2 separate regions of the Arachis hypogaea genome follow, and region 2 is linked to region 1. Evidence: chromatin contacts called from public Hi-C data. All regions are on one chromosome and are shown on one strand. The core of a region is the stretch at or near the end of the contact, and the rest is flanking DNA. Distances in the headings are between cores, read along the strand shown.

Region 1 (7,038 bases), core at 498-2,997:
TTGCCAATGACCAGAAAGGAAGCAAGATGTACTGTGTCTGCCGCAATTAAAATCATTGATTCATCAACCCTCTCTTGGTTACTGGTAGTTTGAAGTTTTGATATGATGGCATTAGCCTGATACATAATCACATCCAAAATCAGAGGATAATTGATCATAGCATGGCCTTCCATGAAGGAAAGGGAAACAAAACACTGAAAGCAAAAAACTAGGTGACATCATAAAAAGCAGTTACAGCATGCCTTTATAACGTCTCTCTACTCTCTCTCAGAAAGAAGCAAAATATCTATTATCTCATCTAATACAGCACTAGCACCAAACAGAACTTTCTTTGCTGGTTCACTGATGACAATGAATGCAGTTATGTATGCTTACTTTAAAATATAATTTATAAAAAAAAAAAAGTTTGAGAAGGGGGGGGGGGGGGTATGCAATTCTATAATTGAATGGGGGAAAAAAACACATACAATTTTAAGCAACATTCTTTTTTATAAAAAGAAATTAAGCAATATCAAGTAATTCATTTGTGAGATATAGAGAACACTAAAAAAGTAATGACTAGAAGGCAAACCTTGGCTTCAGCTAGAGCCATAACCAGCTCTTCAGGAGTTTCCTTTCGGATGCTCTTCTCATCAATATCAGCAGTCTGCACGTAAATACAAAAGATTAAAGAAGCCACGTCCACACCTTAAAATCCAATCCAATCATTGTTAAACGAATGTCATTTACTTACCATTTTCGTGAATTCGTACCCCATTTCAGATAGTATCTTGCGCCGTGCTACTGAGGATGATCCCAATATAATCTGCAAATGATAATATATCATCAAACATTCAACGTGATTCCATAATCTGACTTAAACTAAAATTGTAGACAACCAGAGCTTTAGTCAGAACTTCACTGCTAGCATGGGGTGTCATTGTCCTAACCCCTAAGCTAGATCCAACCATCACCATGATTTCTGGCAAACATTGTGGTTATATTTTTCTGGTTATGCACTTTTAACATCAAATTTGTTCTACTTCTCCTTAAACCAATTTTCTTATGTTGAAATAACACACATCTATATAAATATAAAAATAAGAAAACGGTAAAGATACACAGTATTAGTAAAAAGTAATTATGACAATGAGAATAGGATCTACGAAACACTTAAGTATAGATATGATGCAGATGCACACACACAGTTACATAATAAAAGATGATAAGAGTTGCAGTTCCATGCGAGTTAAACTGCCACAACAGACTCAGCTCGTTGTTAACTGAATTCAGTTAGTTAGTTAGTTAGTTAGTTAGTTAGTTATGTTACTGTTATATAAACAAATACAGTAACTATAACTACATCTCTGCAAGTAACGTGAAAACAGGGATAGAACTTCAGAAGGTAATATACATTAAACAGCCAATCTCTAATTGAACGATGCTTTGAAATAATTGAAATATAATTGACGGAAAGAGGAACCCTAGATTGGAAGGAGAAGAAGACGAACCTTGTAGGAAGAAGTGGAAGCTTCCATTGTTGCAAGCTAATAAACCGAATAGTGAGCGGGAAATGGAGACAGAGGCTATGAAAAAAAAACGAAAACGAGCGACTAAAATTAACGAACGAAGAGATTGGTGAATTTCGATTGAGCTGTGTACAAAGGTGTGTAAAATACTAAAATGTAGATGAGTAAAATCCCATCCCACCCCTATCCTTTTACATAAATGACAACCCGCTCCTCAACCATACAAAATTGACATCCCCACTTTTGAATTTTGATAATTGATAATTGATTTTATTGGACATTCAAATCTTTGGGAGTGGATCTTTTTAATTATTATGTTTTTTTTAATTGTTTGATAAAATACATTTAATATTTTTGTCACATATTTTTTTTCTTACCTAAAAAATATGATCACATTTTATCAAACAATGAAAGAAAAAATTGAGAGGATCATTCTCCAAATCTTCTTGTTAATCCTTCAAATAAATAATTAGGGATTTATGTGTCTTGTTAATAATAAATAATTAGGGATTTATGTGTCTTGTTAATAAAAAAGTTAAAAGTAAAAGAAACACTGATGTTTTTTTCTTGATTTCAATCAATTCATTTGAAAGCATCATTGTATTCCTTTAGAATTTAGAAACTTTCCTTTTTAGGAGTTTATATTCAATACTTACACCAAACCAAAATGCCAAAACAACCTATTAATTCAACTAGTCATAAAGAAAATGATATGTAAATACTCATTTAGTTTTGATGCCAAATGCAACACTTTTGTCTCACCAAATAATCTCACGAATATTCATTAGTATATTCGTTCAAATGTTTAGCAAATGGTGTGATATCATATCATTTGTAAGTCAAAACGTACTATAATCTTCTGTGTGTTTAAGGTCTCACAAGTTCAAACTTTTGGCTATAACAAATACATATTATCATTTATTTCCAGTCAGTTAATCAAATGCTACTTCCTACGAGGTATTAGAGATGATGAATTAGATATTTTAATTGGGAGGAGAAAAAAAAAGATAGGAATTTTAGTTTGTAGAAGAAAAAGAATTAGGAATCTTAAAGAAAAAGGAAAAAAGATCGTGAAGAAGAGAAGAATAAGAACGCTGGATTGAAGAATGACAAGGGTTAACGTAAATTACTGAGACACATACACCTTAACCATGTGCCCAAAACGTGTGCGTTTTGCTACCAAGGTAGGGGCCAATATCTAATTAAGATTGAATACATCATATGCTATAAGATTGAATAAATCAATAGCTCTGTTGAATGTTGATACAAGAGAAGCTCAATATCGCAGCAGCAACTCTAGCAAAAACAACTGAAGATCAAAGATCTTCAAGATCACATTAACGACTGGACACTATAGTAGAATTCAGTCAACTATGCGTGGTGGTTTGGTGGACAGAAAAAGGAAAGATTCAATTTTAGATGAAAGGATAAAAAAAGCTATTAAAAATCTTCACAAAATAATGAGTTTAGTTATAATGGTGATCAATGGTTCACCAATAATGGTGATTGGGAACTTCATAGCTTCTAGGCAATGCCTCTCACATACTGGTCCAATGTTGTATTGAACAGCTGACACCTACACAAACCCATCAAAGATTGATTCATCAAACAAGTTCTTCCATGGTAAATAAGGGGGAAAATTGAGAAGAAAAAGTGATATATACTACGTTACCTAATAGGAGATCCGGGTGTATAGAGTGGATTCTTGACAACATATTCAACATACAAATTGTAGATATACTTCAAGGAGTCCCGCAGATCACCGGTTCGAGGATGAGTCACTAGGATAATCTGCATGAAACATGAAAATCATGGAGAATCTCAATATAATCATAACCACAAGTTAATTACAAATATGGACAAAGTGCCAAATAAAAATTAATTACAACTTAAATCAGCACCAACTACATCTTAAGGTATACAAGAACATTGTTGTAGCTGACCTTTATTCCGGAAGGACTTTCCATGAAACTAAGTTTATATGTATTAGTTCGGAAACTGTGAAATTAACAACCTTGGCCGGGCAACTGAGGCACACCAAGGTTTCCTTTCTCTGCACTGCACAATAAGTTGGAATACGTGAACTAAACCTACCGGTTCAGTATAAAAAGTCTACACCAAAGAAACTCGTTTTACAATCATACAAAACATCCATCATCATCTATATTGTTGATCAATGGCTAATTGCTGAAATAGTAGACAAGATACCGTAATAAAGCAATTTCACAAACAAAATATAACAAACAGGAGAAAACTACACTTAATTAGGATAAAAATGAAGGGCACATCAGAATAAACAACCATCCCATTAAGTTCTATGAGATCATAGCACATTATTAACTTAATGATACCATGGTGCGAGGTTATAAACATTACTTACATGACCATTTAGGAATTGACAACCAAAACTAAGGACTTAATTTTCAATTGCAGGTTTATCACCTAGGCCCAACTTAACTCCTTATCATTGTCTAGTGCTGTAATTTCTACACATCGCACAGAAAATGATGTATAAATGTAAAAACTATTCTTAAGAAGGTACCTTGGCAACAATGTAACAAAAATGGTCAATTATCCATGAAAAATGGTCAACATTGTTAACGCACTACCCTCACCCGAAATTATATCTGTTGCATAATTTTGCAACAATTCTTAACTTTGTGTATATTTATTTAAATAAAATAACCAACATACATGGTAGGGTCCATCTTCGCTGTTAGTGACTTCAGTGAAAAAAGAAGTCCAAACATTAACTTATGGTCTTGCTGAGCATTCAATGTCCGCAATGGGCGATTCCACTCCCGATAGAGCAAGCATACACCATTCCTATTGAACACATACATCATATGGCCATTGTTCCCTGAAGCTGTCGGTACAGGAGGTGATGGACTGATTTCAGACCCTCCGAAAAATTGCATTCTTGATCAACAAGGATGTAGAAAGAGATACCAGTATACCATAACCTGAAGTGGATGTTAATCACTTTTAGTGCAGTATTTCACAATTGGCAGTAAACATAAGGTATCAGGTTGTGAGAACTGAACCGGTCAAGTGACTGGTTCAATGGTCCAACCGAGGTCGAACCATAGTTGAACCGGTTTAATTAAATATACAATGAAATTATTAAAAATTCAATATATAATTTTAAATATTTAAATTCAATGATTTATAAACTAATAAAATTCAAAAATTCAGAGTTTACATCAACTTCCATATCTCTTCCATCTAATAAAATAGAATAAAAAGCCAATAAGAACCCAAAGTTAATACTTAACAACATATATCTTTATTAAATGAAACAAGTTTTGCTATTTCACTAAATCCCACCAATGATACCAAGTGAGTGCATATTTTAAAGGGGCCAAAGCATCATAAAAGACTAGATAGGATTTGTAAGAAGAATTCTGAAGCATCTACAAATATATGAGGTACTTAAGTCGGCCTTAGAATGAATTTTCGTTGTCTTAAAAACAAGTTCTCTTTACAAAAGATATGCAGTAAACGCAAATTCATTTCAAAACAAAATGCTCAATAAAATTGGCTTCTATCCCACAAAACAAGAAGCCACAGCACACCACAAAATCATAAAGAATCAACTGAAATTTCAGCAATCTACTTCTGACCATAAAAATTCCCAAATTGGAACAACCAAACAAACAACCCATACCCACACAACCCCGAGAATCCAAAATTCAAGCAACAGGCCACAGAATAAAAGGAAAAAGGAACAGAAAGAATTAAGAAGAGTACCAATCTAATACCCAGAAATTTATTAATTTTTTTATTATAAGACAACAAGTTTTTCAAGGCACAAAACAATCCAAATTACATATAGCCAAAAACAACACAAATTACATCCAGAAAATTTTCAGAAAAATTAACTCAGCAGAGAAGAACAACCCATGAACAAAATTATACCAAAAAATTTGGCAAGATACCATCTACTCAGCCAGTAAAATTTAACAAATCAGTGAAACACCATCAACAAAATTAATCCAGAATAATTAAAATTCTTCAACATCATAGTTTATTTCAGTTTCATACAAATTAATAAAAGAAAAAACATAACAAATCCATCAGAAACTCATAATCATAAACATTAATCCAAATTACAGAATCATATAATCAGAGATAGAAACTCAAAATCATCAAAATCAAGTTATTAACGACAAAAAAAAAAACGAACAAGCACTGGTTACCGCGCGGCGAGGGAGGCACGAAACTGACGGCGAGGTAGGAGCGAAACAGACGGCGAGGCAGGGAGGAGCGAAACAGAATTGCTAGTGAAGGAGGAACGATTATACAGAGACGCATAGGAGAAGAGCTTGTGCGAGAGAGAAGAGGATCAAAGAGCTACCAACGTGCGAGACAGAAGAGGGCCAGACGCAACGACGTAGAGGAGAAGAGGGCCGAGCAGAGCTTCCAGAGGCGACTAAATTTTGAATGCTAGGCAGCGCTGGCTTAGTGAGCACCACTGCTGCTGCAGTTTGAGAGAGAGAGACAGAGGGACAGACGACGCCGAACTAGGTTGCAATGGAAATTATAGGGTTGGAACTTGGAAGGGAGAGGGCTGAGGGAGGAGTTGGTAAGCAAGGCATAGTTGTAAGAACCGAATCGGTGATCAAACCGGTCAGGTTACTGGTTTACTGGTTCAACCGATAAATCACTGGTTGAACCGGTAAAACCGGTTTCACGTAACTAGAAAATATAATAGCAAAGGTATAAAACAACAGCTATTACAAAATACAAATTTACATCAATTGTTCAATGTTGGGAGCATAACCTATTTCCAACAGTTCAATTCAAAGGGTTCCTGTTAGACAAGACAAAAGCAACCATATATGCATTCACTAAAATCTGTTTTGGACATAAAACCAGTTTTGTCAACATGTTTTCAAGCCTAAATCTGCCGAATGATTTAAATTATGAGCAAGATTGGTACCTAACAAAGACAAACAACCATGAGAAATTGATGAATGGATAACAAGCACTTTACTCACAAGTAAAATGGTTGCATTCATCTTGAAAACAACCATTTAATTCAACACACATTTAAAAGCAACACCATAGTAGTTCAACAGCAAATAATTCGACAAAAAGACTCAGAGTCACTACACTAAACAGATGCACAATGGCATAATAGTTCAACAACAAATAACTCCGACAAAAATTGCTAGAAAATCCAGCAATCCTTCTTCTAAAGCAAACAAACATAATGGCATAATCAAAAATTAATAAAAAATCCAGCAATTCGAGAGAGGAGGCAGTGGACGGAGAGGATGCGCCGACGGAGCAAGGAGCCGTGGAGGATGGTGTTTCTGATGGTGTATTGGCTGAAGACATTCTAAAACAATATAGGAGAGCAATGGTATAAAACAGGTATTACAAAAACAATGTTACATAATCCATATTTCCATATTTCCATATTTTCATATCCAGCAATATAAATTCACAGCAATGTTACATCAATAAAAACAAACATAACCACTACGAATCTGAAAAAAAAAAAATCTAACAATCTGCCATCAAC
Region 2 (6,252 bases), core at 2,762-5,261, 350 kb after region 1:
ATCCCCCTTATTCTTGTAGATAGGTACCAAGGTGCTCTTTCTCCACTCATCAGACATCTTCTTTGACCTTAAAATCTCATTAAATGACTTGGTTAACCAGTTAATGCCTTTTTCTCCAAGACCCTTCCAAACCTCAATCGGGATATTATCAGGTCCTACTGCCCTGCCATTTTTCATCTGCTTTAGAGTCTCTTTTACCTCGAAATCTCGAAACCTTCGATAGTAGTTAAAGTTTTGATCTTCTTCCCTGGTGCATAACCAACCAAGGCTCGAAAGAGTCTTTTGTCCCTCATTAAATAACTCGTAGAAGTAGCTCTTCCACCTTTCATTAATCTTCTCCTCTTGAGCCAACACCTCTCCATCCTTATTCTTTATGCACTTAACCTGATCCAAATCTCTCGTTCTTTTTTCACGGCTCTTTGCGATTCTATATATAACTTTCTCCTTTTCTGCCCAAAGACTGGTAGAGACCATCATATGCTCTTGTTCTTACTTCACTTACAGCCATTTTTGTCTCTTTCTTAGCCGCCTTATATTTTTCCCAGTTATCTGCGTTGCGGCATAAAGACCACTCTTTAAAGCACTCTCTTTTTATCTTTATCTTTTCTTGTACACTCGCATTCCACCACTAGGACTCCTTGTCTCTTGGTCCTATTCTTTTAGATTCACCAAAACTTTCTTTTGCTGTTCTTCTAATAACTTCTGCTATCTCCCTCCACATCTCTTCCGCGCTTCCATTCATATCCCACTTTGCCTCTTCTCCTACCTATCAAAGGAAGTTTCTTTGTTCCTCACCTTTCATCCACCACCACCTCGTCCTTGGGTTCTTCGTATGATGTCTTTTCCTCAACTTTTGCTCAACGTGAAAATCCATGACGAATATTCTATGTTGTGTTGTCAAACTCTCTCCCGGAATAATTTTACAATTAATGCAAAATTTTCGGTCGACTCTCCTCAACAAGAAGAAGTCGATTTGAGAGCTTGTCATGCCACTCTTATAGGTTTAAGATGTTCGTCTCTCTTTTTAAAACATGTATTTGTGATGAAAAGATCAAAGGTTGAGAAAAAGTCCAAAATAGTTTTACCTTCATCATTGATCACCCCGAAACCATGGCCTCCGTGAATACTCGCATATCCAGTCACTTCTCTCCCAACATGGCCATTTAAATCTCCTCCTAAGAAAATCTTATCTTCCAAAGGTATGTCCTGAACCAAACTCTCTAGATCCTCCCAAAACCTTATCTTGTGTTGTTCGTCCGAACCCACTTGCAGTGCATATGCGCTAATCACATGGAAAGCACATCCCTCCACCACAAATTTGATAGAGATGATCTGATCTCCTACCATCTTGACATCCACTACGTCCTTCTTCCACTGATTATCCACAACTATTCCAACCCCATTTCTATTCTTCACATTTCCTGTATACCAAAGTTTGAAACCAGAAGTATCCAACTCCCTAGCCTTCGCACCAACCCATTTTGTTTCTTGTAGGCATGCAATGTTAATCTTCTTCCTTGTCATGGTGTCCACCACCTCCATGGACTTTTCTGTTAGAGTGCTTATGTTCCATGTCCCAAATCTCAACCTTCTGTCGCTCCAACCTTTACCTTTTACTTTGTGAACTTAGCTTATTTACCCTCGTCCGTTCACGAAAACGCGAGAACCCTTGCTCATTTAACACTACATCCGGGCACCAATGCAGCTGCTCTTGCTCATTTGACACCGTACTCGAGCCATACAGCACGTTGCTTCCGGGCAACGACCTAGCTTTAGCGCAATAATGTCTTTGATTCATGTCACGGGAATTCGACTATATTTTTATGTTGGTTGTCGAAGACCTAACACAACCCTCCTCCTTTATCCGGACTTGGGACCGGCTATGTACCGCAAATGTAACATAGGCGGAGTTAAAATGTGTATAATATGTGGTAGACAAAAACACCATATGGGATTTCAGAGAAATACCGGAGTTTTTCCAAGCAAATGTGATAGGTTCCCTATTTGGGCCAATCGCAAAGGAAAATACACATAAGGCATAAGCTGATTTATTATCATATGCCCTCAACAAATTGTTGAGACCTGGAAAATAAGTTGGAAATGAGTAGATCAGATTCTGAGATATCCTGAAGAAAGGCACTCAAAGAAGTGAAGGTTAATTCAGAATAAATCAGCTTACGGACAACCTTCATGACCAATCTTCTGCAAAAACCATTTGCTGCATGATTTATTAAACTCGTTAGACTATGACAAAAGATTGCATATAACCTTAGGTAGATCCACATATGAATAATATATTAGAATAATCCAACTTCTTAGTGATTAAAAACTAGTTTTGGTATTGACTAAGAGTCTAAGACTTAAGTCGTTCAGCTAGCTATACATTCAATAGTTGTTATAAGTTAAAATTCACATTTCTAACATTTTTCCCTGTTCGATTATACATCTTAACCCTCCCAAAAACTCTTCTAGTGATTTTTGAGTAGTAGAATATTTAGCTTCTTAAGAAGTATTTAAAACACTAAAAGGAAGCGGCTGTCACTGCATATCCAAACACAAAAGAACTCAGTTGCAAATTTAGTTCTTTACACACAAGCGCTTAAATTCTTTTTACACAAATAGGCCCTAACCGACTCTTCCACCCCCTTTCTATTGATCTGTAAATGTTCAACCTTTGTTAACAGCTTTTCCTGCCAAGGTTATTCTTATTCCTGCTGCCTTATTATCTATATCACTCTTATTGGCTGGTATTATTCGATTCGAATAGGTCCTAGAAGGTAAACTTTTACTGAATTACAGTCAAAGAATGTTGGACTGCAGAATTCTAATCATGTGCAAAGACAGTCATAATGGATGGGCAGAGAAACTGGGATGAATATGATTAGAAATGTCAAAAATGTGGAAAGGATTGGATTAGCTATGCATTCCCTAGGTGGAGTCTAAAACTGACATAAGTGGATAGAAAGAGATAAGTGGATTTATGATACAATATCAAGCCCAAAGCCAAACGAAAATCCATGTAACAAACCCGAGTTTGTAGGAAGATGGGTTTGTTGTTGCAGTGAAAATGCATTTCTACAACACACAGTGAATAATAAAGCATAGCACTCTTGATTCAACCCTTGTTCGAAAGTATTCAGTAGCTCCACTGGAACAAGTCTATGAAAAACATATGAGAAAGATCACTTATCATCGGAAGGAAGAAGACGGAGTGGAATTTGGCTAATTCAGAAAAAGCGCAGAGGAAGAAAATCAGATTTCAGAAAGTCAAGCGGAGGTGAGAAAAAAAGAAAGATAATCACTGTGCTATCATACAATTGGAACACTGCAAATAAGGCTGCATCAATAAGAAGTTCCAACTTTAATGTACACAATGGATCCATTTTGAGTATTTACTTTAAATAAATTCATCAACATTGAGCCTAGACCCCTTAAGAAATATAATTAACTTTAAGACCACTTGTACAACTTCTCAGCTATAGAGCTAATTTCAGGGCTGAAATAAAAACTGACAAGATAAAACATTTTCTTAACCATTTGGATGATGTATATGGTCATAATCTTACTAGAACAAATGAATCATATGCAAATGGTGAATCAAATATAAATTGGTAGCATATAGTGATTTCCACTACCAAGACAGTACTACCATCACAGATTTATGATCAAGAAATAAAAGTGGGTTTAAATTTTGATATGAACAATCTGACACAGTGCTTATTCAGCAACTATTCTTACATACAAGGGAACCCATTCCTAAAATGTTATAGAATGACCCCCTGCTTTCATTTGTCGATCTACCACCGTATTATTAACCAATTTTGAGAAATTGTCCTTTTCCTTATTCTTTTATTTTCATAGTATCAAGGTATTGGTCTTATAGAACAGACATAAAATAAAAAACACTTTTTGTGAACCCAAAAAGAGAGTAACTTAAGATGATGATAAAATGTGAAATAGAACTTACATGTAAGGCCCTGTAAAAAAAAAATTAAAAACATTCAAACAAAAGCAGTGTCAGGTTGAATACTACTCCCAACTTAGAATGATGTAAAATAAGATAATTATACCATCCTGGAAGACCTTTCATCGCATTTAAACAAAGGCAAGTGTCTTCAACCAACACAGGTCCATTAACCTTAACATACATTTGAAAAGCCATCAGAAAGGTTAAAAAATTGAGGGAAAAAAAGAAAATTCGACCCTAAAATCACACACATAATGGAATCAGTGAAAGCCAGATTGTGAGTGAATAACTGGAGCAGCCAAACGAGCCTTCTCTTTGGAGATATCTTCAGGCCCTCCTTGCATCTCTGGCACTGCAAAAACAAAACAAAACCCTTATAAGAATAAAAACAAAAAACAAACAGAAGAAAGGGTTAAATTAAAAGAATTAGAGAGAAAGAGTGAAGTATTACAGTCAAGTTTGAGGGACTGAAATGGTATGGACCGGCCCAAGATGGCACGAACTTCATCAATCTTTTTGGCATTGCCAGTTACAAAAGTAACAGGACGTGATAGTACCAATCCAGAAGCCATTTCGCCAAACCAAAGCTTCTTCCGGCTTTTATTTTGCTTCTGGTGTTAGAAGGTACAGAGAGAACCACACACCAGTAGTGTATAGTGAGTTCTTGACTCCTTGGGAATTGGGAGTGGCTATAGTGGCTGCAAGCAATGCTTTGCATCAACTATGAGAAAGAGACAAACCGCACTGTTGATAATTTATAATTTCTATCAATTGGATTTTTGACTATTTATTGTATATTGATATGTTTTGATGCTAGTGTTTTGAGTTGTTACCAAGGTTATGTGATTGTTCTTTATTGTATATTAATCTGTAATAGGCAAGTCAATTGGATTTTTTTTTTTTTCTTTAGTTGTTGTACATTGATCTATTTTGATGCTGGTGTGTGAAGGTTAGACTCCCTCATCTCATGCCACTCTTCAATTGGATTCGCACCTTGAAGCTGTGTGTCATCTTGTTGAACGAGGGACATTAAGAGTTGCCTTTGTTCTAGTGATAATGAAACTTTGGAGTTATTATGATCTGCAAACTGAGATGAGGTTAGGCTGCCTTTATCATTACATTTCTCTTTGGGAGTCATATTATTGATGCTGACTCCTTTGGATTGTTGCTTCATATGGGGAGGAAACCCATGCTTTTGGTAGCATACGTCTACCAAGTGACCGACGTTGTTGCAGAAGGAACAAATTTTGGTGTAACCTCCTCTACTAGAATTACCACAGCCTCTGTCACGTGCTCCTCTACCAAAGCCACCTCTCCCAAGTGAAGTGTTTCTCGTAGTGTCATCTCGGTTGTTGGAGTTATCACTATTGGTAGCAGCCAAAAAATTTTGTAGATTTCGAGTAACTCCATCACGCAGTTGTCTTGCTGTGTGAGCAAAGAAAAGACTTCGTTACGCTTAACCACTGCTTCAATTCTCCTCTTTCAATCCTAAAAGACCATACTCTTACATCAAAGTAGATCGTCACCAATAAAAATCAGGTTGACAATGCAACGAGCAACCAAAGCCTGCTTTGTCATACAAGGTCTTAATTTAAGGACATCCTTCTCAAACTCCCAAACTTTAGCGACACTACCAGTAATCACCGCATGAGCAAATCCCATGTTTGAAGTGATGGAAGCGATTTGAATCCCTCATAATAATGTCCCTCTCAGTAATTTTGGATATGAACTTAGCTGCATTATGGCAATCACCACAGACACGCAAGTTCTTGAATATCCTAATGGGACTTCTTGGTGGGGTGCTAATAATACCAAATGCCATTGCCAATCTCTCGCAATGACTCATCAAAATCTGCTCTTTCTCGTCATCCTCAACATCTTGCAGGACAAAACTGTAGTCCGGAACATAACCGAGGCTCTTCATTTTGGAAGCCAAAACCCTTAATTCTTCGTATATCTCTGTGCATTTAGGATGGGTTTGGTTCCCAGTGTAGAAGACTTCAACTATATTTCCCACTACAACAGAACTCCATCCAGGAATCTTCTTCAGACCGCGACCTCTGGCCAATGATCTTACTTTAGTCACCCCTTCCCATTTGCCAACGTTTGCATACATATTTGACAGCAAAACATAATAGCCAACATTTTCAGAATCAACTTCCAACAAACGACTTGAAGCAAAGGTACCCAAATCTACATTTCCATGTATTCTACAAGCACTTAGAAGAGCACCCCAGATCGACGCATCAGGCTGCATCGACATGCTGCTCACTAAATTATACGCC

The links. A called contact is a pair of places that touch in the nucleus more often than the background predicts.
Region 2: a contact with region 1 is called in a Hi-C map of leaf, with 2.9 times the contacts expected there. The contact joins the enhancer-like site here to the promoter of LOC112784336 in region 1. A contact is called at or near these places in 2 of 8 Hi-C or Micro-C datasets (leaf and an unstated tissue).

What each region holds. Positions count from the first base shown.
Region 1 is chr20:30,218,868-30,225,905 of arahy.Tifrunner.gnm2.J5K5, forward strand. LOC112784336 reads right to left here and starts at 1,748. Exons shown (of 5, transcript XM_025827490.3): 1 at 1,491-1,748; 2 at 734-805; 3 at 572-646. The coding sequence starts at 1,517. It also overlaps the pseudogene LOC140182668.
Region 2 is chr20:30,564,495-30,570,746 of arahy.Tifrunner.gnm2.J5K5, forward strand. It overlaps LOC112784852 (pentatricopeptide repeat-containing protein At4g33990), which reads right to left. Exons shown (of 4, transcript XM_072231643.1): 3 at 4,419-6,252; 4 at 3,907-4,319. The coding sequence ends at 5,598. It also overlaps the pseudogene LOC112784854. Among protein-coding and RNA genes, the nearest start is that of LOC112784852, 8.2 kb to the right of the region's middle. Within about 2 kb of position 4,012, at least 1 of the 3 cell types and tissues checked has open chromatin away from gene starts, as enhancers often do.